Linked DNA regions of Mus musculus: region 2 is linked to region 1. A link is a contact called in public HiChIP or PLAC-seq data. All regions are on one chromosome and are shown on one strand. Each heading gives the region's core, a stretch centred on a gene start, on an enhancer-like site or on the middle of the called end of the contact. The rest is flanking DNA. Distances are from core to core; before and after follow the strand shown. Region 1 has its middle 50 kb from the start of Gm41499. Region 2 has its middle 53 kb from the start of Gm41499.

What was found. HiChIP or PLAC-seq counts read pairs in DNA pulled down with a chosen protein or histone mark.
Region 2: an HNF4G HiChIP or PLAC-seq map of pancreatic cancer cells shows a contact between it and region 1. The contact joins two enhancer-like sites. A contact is called at or near these places in 1 of 15 datasets of contacts at CTCF or cohesin (the NIH/3T3 cell line), 10 of 484 Hi-C or Micro-C datasets (the AML12 cell line, the Patski cell line, bone marrow and 6 more) and 2 of 115 datasets of contacts at active chromatin or transcription factors (fibro-adipogenic progenitors and pancreatic cancer cells).

The regions. Positions count from the first base shown.
Region 1 is chr16:93,004,655-93,008,505 of GRCm38.p6, forward strand. No RefSeq gene overlaps it. Among named protein-coding and RNA genes, the nearest start is that of Gm41499, 50 kb to the left of the region's middle. Within about 2 kb of position 2,142, at least 58 of the 459 cell types and tissues checked have an H3K27ac peak or open chromatin away from gene starts, as enhancers often do. A contact at or near this core is called in muscle stem cells and pancreatic cancer cells, where this site is marked.
Region 2 is chr16:92,902,343-92,906,193 of GRCm38.p6, forward strand. No RefSeq gene overlaps it. Among named protein-coding and RNA genes, the nearest start is that of Gm41499, 53 kb to the right of the region's middle. Within about 2 kb of position 1,794, at least 64 of the 459 cell types and tissues checked have an H3K27ac peak or open chromatin away from gene starts, as enhancers often do. A contact at or near this core is called in muscle stem cells and pancreatic cancer cells, where this site is marked.

The DNA of each region.
Region 1 (3,851 bases), core at 892-3,391:
ATCATACAAAGAATTGTTAGGTAGTGAAAACTTTACCAGTTCATTTTCAGTACCCCCCTCTGTACACACACACAGACAGACAAACAGACACACTTACACATAAACACACAAGACACATACATATTCACGCACATATATACCCGCATACATATATATAAATATCACACATACACACATACACACACTCACACACATACACACATGCTCACACACACACTACACACACCACACACATACACCCCAGTTTACATACATGTACACACACACACACACACACACACACACACACTCAATCTAGGAATCCCTTAAGCAGTGCCATCCCCAGTGGACTGTCATAGACGGTGGGTAAACAGTGAGCCTGACTCTTGGCAGGATCAAGGACAGAAAGGCTCATCCCCACCATAAAAGTGTCCTGGGAGTATTCCTGTCCTGATTTCCACATTTTAAAAAATAGACTCTTTTCTCATACAATAATCCCTGATTATAGCTTCCCCTCCCTCTTTTAATTTGGCATTTCATCCCAGATGCTCTCAGAGGTTGGTGTGGAAGGAACATGGTAATTAATACATGAAGACCTGGTAGATGCAACCGGGAGAGAAAATCTCAAACCTCGCCTTTCTGTCTGGCTTTTCTCTTGGGAGCCTCTGGTTGGTCTTGGCTGCCATACCCAGAAATGAACCCAACCAACTCTGGCTGAAAAAGACTTATTCACAGGATGCTCACTCGGTGTGCTCCCGTCCTCTCTCCTGACTTTTGGAACTGAGATTTAAACCACCCTGAGCCCCATCCCTTCTGCAGAATCTCAATGACTAATCTGTTCTTTCTTTTGCCAAAAAGAAAGGATGCTCCTCCTCTTCCGTCCACTCCCCCCCACTCCCCCCCCCACCCCACCCCCCACCCCCCGGCCAAGATCAATTCTGCCGGTATTTATTAATCGTCTACCACCAGCTAGACATCGGGCAGGCAACACTGACACCATGTCTGTTCTTGGGAAATTTCCCCTCCCATGTTCCTCTTTGGGCTCTATAAAACAGGCGGCCAGACTACTCTCTTTTGAACTCTGAATCCGTTTTCTCAGAAGAAGAAGAGCCCTCAGAAAGCTGTTTCCTGTCTCTGAGCTCCCTGTGAACTCGATGGTTGATAAATGCTCATCTAATTGGCCAAACACAACTTTAAACATTTTATTTAAGGAAATAAATCATTGTTTCATTTTTTTTTTAAAGTTCTACCTTTCTGCTCTTTCAGAGTTAATATTTGGGAGCTTATCACAAAATGAACTTGATTATAGGGGACACAAATTGGCCATCAGGATCACAATCCCAGTGCACTGGGAATCCTGTGCCTAGATAGCAGAGGAATGGAATTTGAATCTGATAATTGTTAATGACAGGAAAAGAAAAAAAAAAAAAGATTGTTTCTTCTTTGCTGAGCCATCACCCACCTGCAAGGAACAAATTAAAGATATTTACCTTTAAAAGCCTTTGAAAGCTATTTAAAGAAAAATAGACAAAAAGTGAAGTGGAGGATTGAGTCACAATTGAATTTGTTGAAGTAATTAAGTCCCTCCCTCCCTGAACAATTATGTTTAATAATAAACATCTAGGATGCCATTTTTATATTCTTTAGTGCCCTTCATGGTAGTGCTGTTATATAAGCTCACAAACTCAAGTGTGCTTTCCCCTCTTCCCCTAGCCTACCCGTGGTCTTTATTGTTGTTTGATTGAGTCACCTTGTAAAATTATAATCTTTTGTAGAAATATATTTCTAGATGAGCAAGCCCCTCTGGGCTCCTGCAAGCCTCACCTTCGCTGAGCGAGCGACTGACTGGCATGAGGAGCGCGCAGGATCGAGCTCTTGACCCATAATTTTCTATGAGAAAATGATCAGGAAAGCTGGCGAGGCAGCGTGTGTGGAGCCGGTCCAAGGGACCCAGCCTCCCCTCTGTTGTTTCAAACAGTCAACAGCTGCCCGGCCTGTTTTTCCCATCACACTTCAGGATTGCGTTAGAAAAAAATTCACCTTATAAAAAAAAAATCATGAAAACTGAGAACAGGGAAGCGACCGAGCGGAGGCCACTGTGTGGTGAGTTGCTGCTGTCATCCCGGGCTCTGCTCCTGGGCTTGGCACCTGCCCCAGGGGGCTGCATTCCCTGCCCAGCAGGGAGTTCCAGCTGACCTGCTGAGAATGTCCCGTGTGAGTCACCGCCTTTAACTCCATCAGCGCCATTTGCTGCCCACTTGGATGTTTCTGAACAGCTGCTTGGCTCTGAACTCATCCAGTAACTGGAAATGCGGCCGTTGTCTGGCTAATTTTCAAAAAATGGAGTCAGAGGCAGGGTTAGGGAGAAAGAGAAAAGCACAAACCCAGTCAAGAAAGACAGACAGCTAGCTATCTTTACCCCTCGATGGCTTTGAATTCCTTGGAAATCAAATGGCAAGGTCAAATAAACCCAGTTTGTCCCTTTCTTTCTTTCTGTCGCTTACTGTTTGCCTAAGGAAGTTGGGTGCGATCTCATATGGGATTTCATGGTATCTAAAAATTTACCTCCCTCAAGGAGCCTGTCTGATCGTCATGCTTTTAAACTTACCCATCCCGTTTTCCAAACACAACAGTGAATATTTCCCTTGCTCTGGAAACGTTTTTCACATTTGAAGTTCATTTTTAACTCCATCAACAACTTTTAAGAGGCTTCAATTGAACAAGTTTCTGGCCTACACATTAACCAGGATATTTGAGAAACATTAGACATGATCCCTGGATACAGGAATTTGTAATGAAATGGAGAGAGAGAGAGAGAGAGAGAGAGAGAGAGAGAGAGAGAGAGAGAGACAGAGACAGAGAGACAGAGACAGAGAGACAGAGACAGAGAGACAGAGAGAGAGAGAGAAACCCTGATTCAAATGGATTTCAAATGGATGGTCCAGGAACAATATGGGGGAGGTGGGAAGTGCCAGACGCCTGCTAGAGCTATTTGGGCTTCTGAAGTTCAGAGCAATGCTCTGGAAAGCTGCTTTTCAATCTAGAATGATGGTAACCAATATTAACAAGTGAAATTGAATTGACTCTGTAAACGTGAACAGTGTCAGAGCTGGGCACACAGCCCAGGGGTCTGTTAAAGGCTAAACACTTACAGGGTCACAGGGCTTCACTGGATGGGAAGTCTGTGATCATTGTGTGCATCTTCCTATGCATTAACACAGGCAGACATTAAAGAGAAAAATCTCTTCCATCACCAGAGACACTGCAGGGATGGCAGACAGTTCATAGGTCACGAATCCACTGTACTGTATCTGGGATCCAGTCCTTACTTGAAGGTGGGAGAGTAGATACATGGGAGAGAGAAGACACTTTGATTTGTGAAGATCTGATCTGCACGTTCTCTATTTCCTTTCTTGAAAGGAAATCTTAGAGGACAATAAAGAAAAACAGAGTCCTCTATTTTTGTCTTAGCTTTTCATGTGGCTGCCACAAAACACTTGTTAGGAGCAACTGAATAGAGGAGAGGTTCAGCTCAGGCCGTCAGAGACAGTCCACCACACCAGAGGCACGCTGGACAGACTGGCCTGGTAGGTGATCGAAGATTGAGGTGCAAGCTCACACAGCAGGAAGCAGGGAGCTAGGGCTGGAAGCAGAGTCAAGCAACCCTCATGAGCTCCACCCTGCAACCTTACATATGCCACCAGACTCAATGTCCAAAGCTTCCACAGTATCCCAATCTACGGGGTGCCAACCCTACATACACATACTCACTTACACACCCAACCACACATGCACATACACACACTTGCCACACTTGCCCTCTCTCTCTCTCTCTCTCTCTCTCTCTCTCTCTCTCTCTCTCTCTCTCTCTC
Region 2 (3,851 bases), core at 544-3,043, 100 kb before region 1:
TTGGTGTGATAAATTAGGAGCCCTTGTAGACATTGTCCCTCTAACTCTGTGGGTTGTGATGGGGTGTTTCCTATGCAGTCTCCCCAAATCTCACATTCTGACCTGCAAAAGCATGGTTTACATTACTTGTATGTCCTTTGTTCATTTTGAGAGTTTCATGTAGTCCAAGCGAGCCTAGGGTTCAAACTCACTAGTAGCCTTTAACTTGTGGGCTTCCTGCTTCCATCTCCAAAGCACAGGTACTGGCCACTCAGACATATGCAGTAATGGGGACTGAATGCAGGGCCCCAGGAATGCTGGGCCAGTGCTCGCTCTACAGTACTCTCTCTTTTAGACACATATTGTCTGTCCTCTGGTGGGTTTTTTTTTTTGTGCTTGCTTACATTTAAATTAGAAATTAATTTTAGATTTGGGTGATGGGTGTGTGTGTGTATGTGTGTGTATGTGAGTTTGTATGTTTGTGTATGTGCACGTTTGTGAGTGTGTGTGTGTGTGTATGTGAGTGTGTGTGTGTGTGTGTTGAAGCCAGAGTTTGCTTGTATTTGCCACTTGTACTGTTAATAAGCACCCCACCACTGAGCTACACTCCCATCCTTGAGAGGGCATCTGAAAGGGTTCTATTGAGGGATGACTTGTAGCAAAAGCCTGTAATTAATTCTGTTTACAAGAGAGGCTGAGGCAGGACCATCAGGAGTTCAAGGCCAGGTTAAACAACTCAGTGAGATCTTGTCTTTAAATTAAACAAAAAATGATTTAAAAAAAATAGAATAGTGGCTTGCATGCACAGTTCTATAGAACAGTCTTTAAAGAGGTCTACCATGAAAAATGAAGTCCTCCGAAGACTCCCATGGCAGCCCTCCACAAGTACAGTCAGTCTGTGGCCATTGCTTCGGAGAGGCCTATGTTGCCTCTGCCAAGTGTGCAGGGAATCCTGTTTCGCTCTTGGCTTCTGGTGGCTGCCCACCATCTTTACATTATGAGAAATATGGCTGCATTGCTCTTTCTCTGGATCACGACTGCCCGGAACTTCCTCCTGTGCCTCTCTCTGCTCACATGACATTTCTTTACTGGATCTCTTTGTCTTTATATTTTCCCCGATGGTACTCTGTCTTGAAGCCAGAGTCTTGTACAGGCAATTTTTAAAAAAATACACAGAACCCCATCCCTGCCTGACAGCCTTTTATATAAGGAAGCCTTCCATGGTATTGAAGATCGGCTCATCCGTGCCACTCTGACATCATCTGAACTAACAACACCTGCAGTGACCCGGGATGCATTCTGCAACACTCGGTGTTAAGACACCAGTGTCTGTTTTCTTTGGAAGGACACAAGTCAATGTGTAGCACCATCATTCCTCCTGACCGATAGACAAGACTTCAGTGTCATCATTAGAGACACTGGAGCAAAGCTGTCACCACATCCTGGCTTGGGAATAGATCAGAGACATAACGAATGTTCAAGTGCAGCACAAGCCAGCACAGGGCAGGCTCACAGAGGAGAATTCTTACATGGTCTCTGCGGGAACTGAGCCTAACCTGGCTTTCTTTTCCAACTCTGGGGAGTTCATTAAATCCTAAGCGACTCTTGCCACCTGTGTCTGCTCATCATGCCACGGGGTGCTGGGGGACTCAGGATCACAAACCAAGGGGGTATTGTTTCCCAAGAGGCCTCATCCATCAAGTGGGCTTGCCCAGTGAGCACGCCGAGACAACCCTCTTCCCACCTTGCCTTTCCCTGTCCTGACTTCCGCTTATCTGAGAACCTTTTGTTCAGGCTCATAATTATTCAATGACTCAGGAACCCACAAGCTTTCCCCATGAAGCCAGACAAGACCAGCAAGCTCCTTGGGCCACCTGTTCCAAGTTATTTCCTGTGTGGGCGGCCACTTCACAGGGCTGCAAATCTGAGTTACCGTAATAGCCTCTTCAAACCCCAGTGCTTTGAGCTGTTGAAACCAGATGGGATCTCGTTTGGTTCTGTCCCGGCCAGGCTCATACCACTATCAATGTTTGCATAGATATTAGAAATCTCATACTCCTTCATAAACAGAGGTTCAAGAGAGAGAGCTGACACACCCTTGCCACATGACCTTGGGGCAGGTTAGCTTCCATTGTCTTGTTCTTCTACAGGGTAGTGTTAGCTGTTTACTCAATGGTCAGGGAAGGTAAAGCCACAGGGGCTAGGGAGATGTACAGAGGCTCAGAGAGCTTGGTGTTCCAGCAGAGGACTTGGGTTCAAATCCTAACACTTCATGATGGCTCAAACCACCTGTAATTCTAGTTCTCGGCGCTGCCCTTCCTGCATCATTCTGTGATGCTGTGTGCTTTCCCATGGGCTTGCTTGTAAGTTATTTATTCCTATGGTGTGGCTGTTCTGCCTACATGTATGTCTGTGCACCATGTGTGTTCATTGACTCTCTGAGGCTGGGTGTGAAATTCTTGGTCCAAACACAACCTCCCAGGCTTTGAAAATAAAACAGACATTTAGAAACACTGGTGGTAGGCAACACTGTCCTATTCAACATTGGCAGTTGCTGAGAAGTTACTCTGAGGGTGAGAAGGCTGGGTGGGCTGCCCCAGGTTGGCAGTTCTTACACATTGAAAGACAGACTGAAAGCCTGGGTGTCCAACTCTGCACAGCAACTGCTTTTAGTATCAAGGTACCCCATGTATTAGCTATAGTAAATTTTACGTATATTTATCTGAAATTCAGAGTCTGATCTGGTGTTCTATCTGGGGACCCTGTGCTGGTTTTATGACCAACATTCCTGTGTACTGGCTGGGCTGTACGAAATGACATGATAAATATGATAAATATTTTGACCCATTGTCTACCTGAAAATACCAGCATACAGCACTCTGCACTTAGAACAACGTATTCGTGTATGGAGCAAGAAACCTGACAAAGAGAGAGAAGCAGACCCAAGCTCATGCTACAAGAACTGAGTCTGCAGAAAAGAACAGGATGTAGGGACCCTAACCCTTGGTTAAAGGTTTAGCTGTAGGAGTTTGTACTGGTGCCTGGGCATCTGGGACCTTGATTTGTGCACTGGCAGCAAGCCATGCCTGCTCCTTCAAGCCACAGAGGTAATGAAAGTCACAGGTTCCCCTCAAACAGGTTCTCAGTACAAGGAAGGGTCCTTATCTGTTTATAAGTCAGCAAGCCAATGGAAAATTTTAAGTCCCCCAATCTCTGCCCCTGACGCCCAAACACCCAATGACCAGGCTTAATGCCCCTGTCACAGGCACCTTTTGCAATGGTCAGATATGGATGGTGGCAACTCCGTCTGGGGATCACATAACTGAATGGGGAGATAGAGAAAAATCTGGCAGGACTAAATGTTTCCGAGGACTCTCGCACTGCGAATTATTTCAGAATCAAACTCCCAGTGAGTCAGGGTGATTCTGGCCGTGCCTGTGCACTGCATCTTGGGATTTCACTGTAGCCTTGGTTCCGAACACATGACATGCACTCTACACTGTGCATGATACCACACCATGCCAAACTAAGAAACCCTGGCTGAAACTCTTCTGGTCAGGTTCCAGACCACTGTATGCTATGAATCACAGGGTTTGTTTTTTTTTTTTTTCTTTGCTTGTTTTGTTTTTTTACTGCAACTTTCTGCTCATATAGAAAAAAATGGTTTAGTTAGAGAAAACCTTGTATATATTTTTCCCCATCATAGTTAGCATGTATCATGTTAGTCTGACTTTGGATCTGATTGTGTTAGAATGGTTGATTTTAAACGTTGCTGTCTATGGTTAGGGTCATGGCTCTGGATAAGGTATTTGACCTGCAAGCGTCAGGTCCTGAGTTCAGATTCCCAGAACTCACACAAAGCTGGGTGGAAA